Linked DNA regions of Macaca mulatta: region 2 is linked to region 1. The links are chromatin contacts, called in public Hi-C maps. All regions are on one chromosome and are shown on one strand. The core of a region is the stretch at or near the end of the contact, and the rest is flanking DNA. Distances in the headings are between cores, read along the strand shown. Region 1 holds the start of DCK (deoxycytidine kinase). Region 2 holds the start of MOB1B (MOB kinase activator 1B).

Region 1 (6,149 bases), core at 3,627-6,126:
CTCAAGAATTGATTCCAGGTTCCACACAGATACCAACATCCATAGATGTTCAAGTCCTTTATGTAAAATAGTGTAATATCTGCATATACCCTGTGCACATCCTCCCAAATAGTATAAATCATCTCTAGATTACTTATAATACTTAATACAATGTAAATGCTATATGAACAGTAATCCTGTATTATTTTCATTATTTTTTATTTTTGTATTGTTTATTTTTTTCTGAATATTTTCTATTAATGACTGGTTGAATCCCCAGATCCGAAACCCACTGATATGGAGAGCCAACTGTATATATATCCATGTAACTACCACCTAGATGAAGATACAGACCTAAAGTGAGATTTGAAAAGTTTTATTGAAAAAGAAAAAAGCCAAGAGATTAAGTACTACTGCTCCTCTAAACCAAAAGGCTTTTATCTACTTAAATTTTATTTTCATACCTCAAATTCATCTTGAGTACTTTGAACATTGCACCATCTGGCAACAGGTTCAGGAACCACTTCCCAATCTTCACACACTTGTTTAAGGATATTCACAAATGTTGACTTCCCTGCAGCTGTTGTGAGGAAAGATAAAATTGAGGAAGGAAAGTTGTCAGGAAAAAAAGATGTTAAATAGTCATTAGCTTCTGCAAGATTTACAATAGTGAGCAACACAAAAAACCCAAAACATTCAATTTTCTCAACTTTATATTTCTTTAAAAGAAAATTAAAAGGCCCCCCTGCCCAATTTCATTAAGCACATTTGTTTTTTATTATGTTTAGTTTAACAATACATTATATTTAGTAGTAGGGACAGTCTTGACCTAGAGGTAATACTCCTAATGGCCACCACACCCTTTATATCTGAAGTCAGCAAATGTGGTTGTATCAGACATCTCTGGTTAGCATAATGTTCTCTCTCTTTCCCTGTGTGCATGCACACACACACACAGATGAACATATAAATAACTTCATATACTTATAAGCAAAGCTTCCTCTTCCTTATAAATTAGATCCATGGAGAGTAGAAAGAACTTACCTTTGGCTTGCAGAACTATATTTAAATCTAGGACATTAGACAGGGCAATAGAAAGGAAGAAAAACCTGTAAGAACTCTAAAGAATCATACACAGAGAAAAAAAAGGAGTGAGGCAGTAAATAAGAAGGTGACACAGAGAGACAGTTCAGAAGAAAAACACAAAGTAAATTGGATCCAGAGGAGAGGAGAAAAACGTTTCAAGATAAACTGGATGACAATTAGATTTAATCATGGGAAAAACACTGGCCACCAAAATTTAGTATGGAGGGCATAAGCTTAGGGACTGTATGGCATTTAGAAGAATGTTAAGTGGAAGTGGAAGCATATAGAAAGAACACCTCACATTCACTAAGCTAGATGGAAGAGGGAAAGGAGAACATGATATTCAGAAAGAGCACTCAAGGAACAAATCAAAAAATTAGGCATCCACCAGAGTCGGAAAGCACTTAAGGCTAGAGCATTCAACTTTCTTCTGACACTACTTACAAGCAGAAAAATTCATGTGGTCATACTTAAAAAGTCTAAGAGTAAAAACGGTTACATTTAGTTCAACCAGAGTAATAACAGTTAGCTAGAGCTGCCAATCAGACTAACACGTCTAGTTCCTTAACTTTTTGGGGGGAAGTGGGAGCTAGAAAATAAGCTAATTATTAAATTAATTTTCTATGAAGGCAAAGGAGAAAAAGAACCAAAGACACTGATGTTAATACTTTTAAAAGTCATGGAAACTAACAGAATTCCTAATGCCAAGCAGGCGTTATAATGCTGAAAGTCATTCTGAACATACTACTAAAATGAGAAGCAGGTAAGTCCTCCATCCATCTAACATAAGGGAACATTTGAATAACACAGAACATAAGAAGATGGGTTATATAAATATAAAACTAAAACGACCAAGTTCAAATTCTAGGAAGAATAGAGGAATTGCAAAATAGTTTACGCACAGCTTAACAATTTGTGCATTTATTGCTTATTTGGATCTGACAAATAAGGTGAAGAGGACATGAACAAAAGTGCAAGACCAATAATAAACAGTAACTAACAAAGTCTCAGTGTCAGGGAGACGAAAAATAGCAAGGAACATGCTCCATCTAAACACCAATTGCTGTCATACAGAAATGCAGGCCTGGTGTTAACAGATCTTCAGATTTTTCAAAAGCCAATAATTTAACTGTTTATGGGAAATCTCAAAATGTTTTCAAGTTAGCAACAAATTTAATTTATTTTTCTTTAGACACAGGGTCTCACTCTGTAGCCCAGGCTGTAGGGCAGTGGCACAACCACAGCTCGTGGCAGCCTCAAACTATAGGTCTCAAGAGATCCTCCAACTCAGCCTCCTGAGTAGCTAGGACTAAAGGTGCATGCTACCACAACTGGTCTTTTTTTTTTTTTTTTTTTTTTGAGAGAGTCTCACTCTGTCACCTAGGCTGGAGTGCAGTGGTGCCATCTCAGTTCACTGCAACTTCTGCCTCCCAGACTCAAGCGATCCTCTCACATCAGCATCAGCCTCCTGAGTAGCTGGAGCTATAGGTGTGATTCACCGAGCCTGGCCTAATTTTTTTTTTTTTTTTTTTCTTAGAGACTAGTTCTCTCTATGTTGCCATGCTGGTCTCAGACTCTTGGACTCAAGCAATCCTCCCGCCTCAGCCTCCCAAAGGACGGGGATTACAAGCCTGAGCCACTGGGCACTAAAATTTTTTTTCAACCTGTGCAGGCCAATATTGTGCAATTGCAGCTATCAGTTTGCAACTCCTTTCAGTGTAGGTAAAGGCGAAATCAATGAAGAATTTTAAGCAGGGGATAACACATGAGATTTGCATACAAAAAGACCGCTGCAGAAGTAGTTAAGAGAAACTGGAGATGGGATGAAATATTAGGAAATTATTTCAGCTGCTGAGAAGATTAAAGATGCTTTGAGGAAAGATTTCTAAATATGATACTACCTAACTGGATTAGAGAGAGGGAAAGTGGATGAAGGTATTGTGGTATTAATCTGAGGGGTTATTCATTCAACTTTACTTTTTTGTTTTGTTTTTGTGTTTTTAACAGAGTCTTGCTCTGTCACCCAGGCTGGAGTGCAGTAGTGTGAGCATGGCTCACTGTGGCCTTGATCTTTGGGCTCAAGCAATCCTCCTGCCTTAGCCTCCTGAGTAGCTGGGACCACAGGCACACCAGCACATGCAGCTAATTTTTTAATTTTTTTTTGGAGATGAGTTCTCACTATGTTGCCCAGGCTGGTCTCAAACTCCTGGATTCAAGTGATCCTCTTGCCTAAGTCTCCCAAAATCCTGGGATTACAAGTATAAGCCACCATGCCCTGCCTCAAATTTACTTTTCAGATGGCTTTGTTCAGCCACTTTCTCCTGTCTTTATATATGGTCTTCTTTATTCAGTAAGCAACTGTCAGGGGTTCCATACTAGTAAACATGCACCGTCAAATAACTTACATTGCTAAGTATAGTATATGGTCTTTCTACTGGTGCCTTAATTATGGAGCAATGAAATAAGAAGTCCTCTTTGAGAATGTATTTTTTTTCTATTGATTTGAATACTAAGCATCTGCCTGCCTTGTCTTTTTCAAGAAGGTACAGTGCTTTGAATGTGGTAAGAATTTTTAAAAATTTGCTGTATGCATGAATGACCAGCACCCAACCTGGAGCTAAAAAAATTAAAAAAAAAAAAAATCTATCAAAACAGGAAGTTTCAGGGGTAGGTTTCCTGAGGTTGGAAATACAGAAGAATCGGACGTTGGTGTGTATCTTGCAAAATGACCTAGTCTTAGCACCCCATCTGAGTTAACAGAAACGTTAGTGGTCTTCGAATCATAATCCAATGTTTACTTGGATGTGGAGTAAGGGGTGAGGAATTGCATGCTATTAAGATCATAAAAGACCTCTTTTCTTGTACTCGAATGTTTCGAGTTTCGTTAATAATATAGCTAAAATAATGTTTCGGTAATAACATAGCTAAAAAACTGTAAACAACCCAGAGGTCCACAACTAGAAAATCGATAAACGATGGTACATCCATGCAATGGAATACTACTCAGCAATAAAAAAAAAAAAAAAAAAAAAAAACTACACACACAAGTAACATGAATGAATTTCAAAAGCATTATGCTAAATGAAAGACGCCAGACACAAAAGGCGATATAGCCTATGATTCCATTTATATGGCATTCTGGAAAAGGCAACACTTGCAGGGATAGAAATCAAATCAGTGGGTGTCAGGGAATAGGAAGGGTGGAGGGCGCTGACTACAAAGGAGCAGGTAGGAACTTTCTGAGGTGATGAAAATGTTCTGTATTTCGATCGTGGTGATAGTAAAACGCATAATGTTTGTCAAACCTCATAAAAGAGTACACCTAAAAAGGGTGAATTTAATGTAAGTTACACCTCAAGAAATCTGATACCCTTCCCCCGCTTCCCTTTGCGAGTTCCCAACAAAGAGGGCGCAGAGGCTCAAAGCGCGCCTCACAGAGACCACAGGCCTGGCGCCCAGTCTGACTCCGGGGACCGCAGTCACCCCGTGGCGCGGGAGGGAAGGGAAGGAAGCTCTGGGTGGGAAAGGAAGCCGAGGGCGCGTCCACACGGCCAGGCTGGAGGGAAAGCCCTCACCGAGGAGCTGCACAGAGATGCGGCGAAGGGAAGCTTCAGCCACTGCCGCGACACCCCAGCCTTGCGTCCCACATTTCTGGAGGCTCCTTACCGATGTTCCCTTCGATGGAGATTTTCTTGATGCGGGTCCCCTCAGAGCTGGCTGAGAGAGACGGGCAGCTTCTCTTGGGCGGGGTGGCCATTCCTTAGTCTTGTGGCGGCCCAGAGCGCGTCCAGCAGAGAGGGCTGGGAGGCGGCCACAGGTACGCGCACTGGAGCTCGCGGCGCAGCCGAGGCAGATCCCGACCTGCCCCGTCCGCTAGTGAGCTCACAGGCCCGCCGGCGGGTGTCGGGGTTTGACTTTGGCGCGCGGAGGCAGCTGAGGACAGGGGCGGGCCTGTGGCGTGGCCCCGCCCTCCTCAGCCCACCGATCTCTGGTTGCCCCTCGGCCCTAGCCCGCCTCCAGCGCGACTCCCCGCATGGGCGCTTCGCACGCCACGTCACGTGGAGGCCGGGGCGGGGCCGCGCGTGTGGCGGAAGGCCTCTACCCTCGCAGCCAGGCGCCCGGGCGGGGCGCTGGAAGAGGTTCCGGAGTCGGGTGGGGAGGAAGGGTGGACGCCAGAGGCCTGAGGGCATTGGAGGACAGGGGGCGTCATCTGCAGTGGGCCGTGCCAGGCTTTGGAAAACCCGCCTCTCCAGTGGGCCTGCTGGAGATGAACAGACGCGTCTGGACAGAACTGGATAGACTTAAAGATTTGAACTCATCAGGGGAGAAGGCACTGTGTGGTAGGAAAATCAAATGGATTTACCCTGGCTTCTCAGCCTAGAGGAAGACTATGAAGCGAAGTTCCGCCCTCGGGAATCGCACTGCCCACTTAGAGAGCCAGGCTCTCTTCCTCTATGTGCTTTTCATTAATTCAGTCTAGTGGCGAAGATACTGTCATTAGCCCATTTACCTACTAGTGGGAAAACAGGCACTGGGAGGCTGCTTGTTCCAAGTGTCAAAGTCAATAAGTGAAACTGGGATGGGAATTTAGGTAGTCAGATGCCACCCACGGGAAGCCTTTCCAGATCTCCCATACCGCTTTCCATTTGATTTGGATGCACGACCATGCTGCATAGAAGTTAGCACGTTGGGTAGGTAGGTTTCTGTTCGGCTGTTAGCCTGCCTAACACCTGGCACATAGGTAACAAAATGTACTGTATGTTGAATTTTTGAATGCCTACTTATGTGCCATGTACTCTGCTGGGACAAACGCAGTGTAGGATTTGTCCCAGCTCGATGAGTGCATTTTTAGTCAGGGTAAAGACCTAATGAGGCAAGAGACTAGGGAATTAGGGTAACCAAGGGTTAAGGCATAAGCAAAAGAACAGCAGGTGCAGCCAGTTCTAGGCAAGACTAGGCAGCATACAGGCCACACCTTCACTCCTGTGATTACAAGACAAAAGTTTCCGCCGGGCGTGGTGGCTCACGCCTGTAATCCAGCACTTTGGGAGACCGAGGCGGGCGGATCACGAGGTCAGGAGATC
Region 2 (5,767 bases), core at 399-2,898, 88 kb after region 1:
ATAAGGGTGAACTGGCAGGGCGCGGTGGCTCCCGCCTGTAATCCCAACACTTTGGGAGGCCGAGGCAGGTGGATCACGAGGTCAGGAAATCGAGACCATCCTGGCGAACATGGTGAAACCCCGTTTCGGGCGTGGTGGCGGGTGCCTGTAGTCCCAGCTACTCGGGAGGCTGAGACGTGAACCCAGGAGGCGGAGTTTGCAGTGAGCCGAGACCGCGCTACTGCACTCCAGCCTGGGCGACAGAGTGAGACTCCATCTCAAAAAAAAAAAAAAAGAAAAGAAGGGTGAATTAAATTCTCAGTATTCAGACGTCAATGTAATAACTAAAAATTATTAGTCAAGGAAAGAAAGGAAATCATAAGAAAATAATCTTTAAATGCTAATTTCTCCACAACAGTAAAAGAGTATATATGGGATGAGTTTCAACCTCTGAGTTTTTATTAGTTTTCTAAACACAGACTAAACATGGAATGAGTGCATCACAACGAAGCCTTCAAAGGAGTTATTCCTCAGGGTGTAACCCCTGTTTTCAGACGACCTGAGGCTTATCTACTGCCTCCATATCCACATCTGGCCATCCCATCCTTCTGCCCTTCCCTCTCCACGTTCCCCCCACTCGTCTGGAACAAACGATAAGTAAGTGAAATAATGACCAGCACTAAATATGACGCCAAAGTTGGCATTTACAAATGATTTTCCAAACAACTCCCCAGAGAACCTAATCAACCTAGCAGGGTACACTATCCAAAACCTATTTGCTGGTTGTCTAAAAAGGTAAAACTCGCCTTCTTCAGGAAAGTACTCTGGCAAGAAGGGCGCCTCGAGGAAGCAAGGAGGCGGCTCCAGACCCCTTTCCTGGGGACCCCAGTCTGTGTCCAAGGGATCCCGACCCGCAAGCAGCCTTGTTTCAGTGTTACAAGTACAGAACTTGTCATCCCAACTTCCCAGCCCTAAGACGAGAGAGGAAGTTAAAAGGGTCCTGGGATGACGGGGGAAAGTACGACAGTCTATCTTCTGTGCTTGGGACCCAGAAAAGAGCATTGGGCAGCCGCGACGGAGCCCTTCGACCGGGCACTGGTTGGATACGGGTTGTGCAGGACAGTGGGAGATACACACGAGAAGCGCGCAAACAAGCCCGGGAATGCGAGCGAGGGCAGAGACGGGGGTGATGAAGGAATCCAGGCGCTGGCCCCGGGGTGTGCCAGGGGGAAAGAACCTCCTCAGGGCTGGAGGAGCCCACGCGTACTCGAAGCCCGATGGGGAGGCGGTGGTTAGACTAGTTGGAGCGCTCCGCGCAGTCCCGGGGCCCCGCTTGGTGGTGACGCCCGGCCCGGGCAGCGCGGGGCCAGGAGGGTCGGGACGAGGGTGGGCGGCGGACGCCGGGCGGAGGGCAGCGGGCAGCGGGCAGCGGGCGGGGGCCCAGGTCCACCCGAACAAAGCCGGCGCGTGCGGGGCCTGGCTACTCACAACAAGAAGCTCATGTTGGCCGCGGTGCAGGCTGCAGGCTCGGCGGTTGCGAGGCCTCGGAGCGGCGTCGGCCAGGAAAGGAGAGAAAACGCAAATGGAACAGGAGACAGGGAGGCGGAGGAGGAGGTGCGGAGACCTGGTTGCTCGGTGGCCGCAACTAGTTCGGCTCAGCTAGTTCCAATGGCAGGCGGAGGGGGCGGAAGTGGGTAGCGCTCGTCTTGAATCACTCCAGGGGAGGGGAAGGAAAGGGAGGCGGGGCAGGGCTGCAGGCTCTCCGCGTGCCCCTCCCCAGCTCCCGGCCGCCCCCACCTCACGAGCTCTCGCGATAGCGGTGCAAGCCCACCCCTCCCGTCTGGCTGCGGCCTGGGGTCGCTCACCTTCTGGTCCTCTCTGCTGCCAGGGACCACGCCCAGCGTGTGCGCAGGGGCCGCCCGGCCCCCCTGTCTACCCGGTTAGGGGTCGTGGCAGAGCGCTGGGAGACGCTCAGCTGGGCTCCGGAGGTTAGGGGGGAAGTGGGCTTCCGCTCCGAGATGTCAGGGTCCCGCAGTGAGGGATGGAATTACCACCGGAGTTAGGCCCACAGTGAGTGCCCGGCCAAGGGCGGTGAAAGGTGGTGGCATCTTGCTGTGCTACCACTTAAAAACAGGAGGGAGTTTCATCAGGTTGGAATGGCTTGGAGGAAAAGGATCAAATGGGTTTTCAAGGTCTCTGTCTTTTTATGGTAATATTTGTAAACCCTGAACTAGGGGAAGGTCAGGGTCCGTGACTACCTGAACAGGCAAGCCAGGCTGTCATCAGCAGCTGGGAAAAGTAAGCGAGCCAAGGAGGAGAGCTGAGCTCAGTTCACCGCAGAACCCAGCAAGGTAGGGTGGTCATCGGTGTAAAGGGAGCCAAAGCTTGTAAGCATTCTAACGCACAGAATATCCTAGAAGCTATTCAGACCCACTTGCAAAGGGACTTTTATTCTCACAGGGTTATGGGGCCCAGGGCAAGCCTTTATATTCTGTTTAAGAATCCTTCACATACCTTGAATATGTCACCACAGCATTACCAATTTAGGGGGGAAATGTGAGTACCCAAAAGATGTCCATCTTCTTACAACACCCATGAAATCCACACGTTTTCAAAGAATCTGAGCAAAACAAATCATGTGCAGATATTAGCTCACCTTTGGCTTATTCCAAAGGGCAGAATACACTTTGAAGTAGGTACAGATATGAAATGTATTATACTGCATTTATGCACTATTATTTGGCACGTTGGTAAAGTGGTTAAAAAAATTTTTAAAAAAACCTTTTTAGGCCGGGCACAGTGGCTCATGCCTGTAATCCCAGCACTCTGGGAGGCCGAGGTAGGTGGGTCACCTGAGGTAAGGAATTCAAGACCAGCCAAAGTTCAAGACCAGTTCAAGACAATGGCCAAGCCCAGTCTCTACTAAAAATACGAAAATTAGCCTGGTATGGTGGCACACACCTGTAATCCCAGCTACTTGGGAGACTGAGGCAGGAGAATTGCTCCAACCCAGGAAGCAGAGGTTGCAGTGAGCAAAGACCGTACCACTGCACTCCCCACTGGGTGACAGAGTGAGACTCCGTCTCAAAAAAAAAAAAAAAAAAAAAATTAATAGAAGAAAATACTAGAATCTTGCACTATCTCAGGAAGAAAAGAAATTACTGGAATGAGAAAACTTACAGGCTCAAAAGATTACCAGATCAGGATAAATAGCTGATGCATGCAGAGCTTAATACCTAGGTGATAGGTTCATAGGTGCAGCAAACCACCATGGCACACGTTTACCTATGTAACAAACCTGCATGTCCTGCACATGTATCCTGGAACTTTAAATTAAAAAATATTTTAAAGATTCCCTAAAAAGAAGAAAGAGGAGGATTTATCTTAATGAAAAGAATAGATTTATGATATAAAACCCTGTGCTCCAAATATTGATATGGTACTGACTTACTGTATAAATCTTTTTTTTTTTTTCAAGATGGAGTCTCACTCTGTCACCCAGGCTGGAGTCCAGTGGCATGATCTCGGCTCACTGCAACCTCTGCCTCCTGGGTTCAAGCAGTTCTCCTGCCTCAGCCTCCAAAGTAGCAGGGATTACCAGTGTGTGCCACCACACCCAGCTAATTTTTGAATTTTTAGTAGAGACGGGGTTCCACTATGTTGGCCAGGCTGGTCTCGAACTCCTGACCTCGTGATCTGCCCGCCTCGGCCTCCCAGTGTGTTGGGATTACAGGTGTGAGCCACCACGCCCAGCCCTGTATAATTCTTTTAAGGGTCTTCTGAAAGTAAGACTTGCATTACCAGGTTACTGATTATCTTTGGAAAGAGTAAGTGAGTTGACCTGTTATAGCTTCAGTTTTAGCCCAATTAAAGTGAGAGCCTGTATCATTACATGATCTCTAAGGTATCTTTCAGTTCTAAAGTTCTCTCCTGCCAGGGGCATCCTTCAAATTACTGGCACACATTTCCAAACTGCTCCCTGATTTGGCTTAGGTAGCCTTAGTTTTGGTCTGACATAATTTAGATGTATCCTGTGACACTGAATAGAGGAAAACATTGGCAGAGGAAAAAATCTGCAAAAATACCTTCTGAGTATTTCTTTATCATACCACTAGGAGAGTTGCCTGGAATTAACACCTGATAAAACGTAAATATATTGGCCTAAATGTGAGGGAGGTGTCAGGTTAATAATACACAATATGATTCCAGCTTAGACTTTAAATCAAATGATGACTGTCACATAAAAGTATTCAGTATGCCAAAAACATTGGGAATTTCAGAATCAAAAGAGGTTATATTCAAATAGATATTTATAATTATCGTTTCTCCCTCACCAGTCTACATTTCCTACTACATTCTTCCAAAAATTTCAATTTCAAGAAGCTACTCTCCTGACCAAAATCTAATAACCTTTTGTTTATAGAGCAAGATTATTAAAATTTCTGTTCTATCCAACTTTTCAAAGAATTGAAATTATACTATAACATGTACAGAACAGAACAGGAGTGGGCATATGCTCTTTAAATATTCATTTGAATAAAGACACATGCACACATATGTTTATTGCAGCACTATTTACAACAGCAAAGACTTGGAACCAACCCAAATGCCCATCAATGATAGACTGGATAAAAAAAAATATGGCACATATACACCATAGAATACTATGCAACCATAAAAAAGAATTAGTTCATATCCTTTGCAGAAACATGGATGAAGCTGGAAACCATAATTCTCAGCAAAGTAACACAAGAACAGAAAGCAAACACTGCATGTTCTCACTCATAAGTGGGAGTTGAACAATGAGAACACATGGACACAGGGAGGGGAACATCACACACCAGGGCCTGTCACTGGGGTGAGGGGCAAAGGGAAGAAAAGCATTAGGACAAATATCTAATGCATGCAGGGCTTAAAACCTAGATGACAGGTTGATAGGTGCATCTAACCACCATGGGGGTTGATAGGTACAGCAAACCGCCATGGCACATGTATACCTATGTAACAAACCTGCACTTTCTGCACATATATCCCAGAACTTAAAGTAAAATTAAAAAAAAAAAAAGAGAAAAGCAAATATATATATATATGTGTGTGTGTGTGTGTGTATATATTTATATATATTCATTTGAGGCTGGATGCCATGGCTCACACCTGTAATCCCAGCACTTTGGGAGGCCAAGATAGGAGGATTACTTGAAGTCAGGAGTATGAGACCAGCCTAGTAAACATAGCGAGACCCGATCTCTATAAAAAAGAAAAAAAAAAAAGAATAAATATATCCTAAGTGTATTTTGGCATGCTACACAATCTCACTTAACAAAGCTAGCAATTCAACCTGACCCTTATCAGTGCTCCTTAGATTTTAATTCTATATCTTGCTTCATTAAAGACTAACCAATGTACAATTTCAAGTGCTTCTCAAGGACAGATTAATTTGACATAATAGAAAAGAATGGGCCAGGCGTGGTGGCACACACTTGCAATCCCAGCACTTTGGGAGGCAGAGGTGGGCGGATTTCTTGAGGTCAGGAGTTGGAGACAACTGGCCAACGTGGTAAAACCCTGTTTCTACTAAAAGTACAAAAGTAGCCGGGCATGGTGGCACGCCCTGTAATCCCAGCTATTCAGGAGGTTGAGACACAAGAATCACTTGAACTTGGGAGGCAGAGGTTGCAATAAGCTGAGGTCACACCACTGCACTCCAGTCTGGGTGACAGAGTGAGACCCTGTCAAAAAAAAAAAAAAAAAGAAAGAAAAAGAAGTGGCTTTTTCTTTCATCACAGTG

Evidence for each region. A called contact is a pair of places that touch in the nucleus more often than the background predicts.
Region 2: a contact with region 1 is called in a Hi-C map of fetal cortex germinal zone, with 2.3 times the contacts expected there. The contact joins the promoter of MOB1B here to the promoter of DCK in region 1. A contact is called at or near these places in 2 of 14 Hi-C or Micro-C datasets (cortical neurons and fetal cortex germinal zone).

Annotation. Positions count from the first base shown.
Region 1 is chr5:62,848,288-62,854,436 of T2T-MMU8v2.0, forward strand. It overlaps DCK (deoxycytidine kinase), which reads right to left and starts at 4,877. Exons shown (of 7, transcript NM_001257554.1): 1 at 4,732-4,877; 2 at 444-559. The coding sequence starts at 4,822.
Region 2 is chr5:62,939,606-62,945,372 of T2T-MMU8v2.0, forward strand. MOB1B (MOB kinase activator 1B) reads right to left here and starts at 1,649. Exons shown (of 6, transcript XM_015138566.3): 1 at 1,468-1,649. The coding sequence starts at 1,481.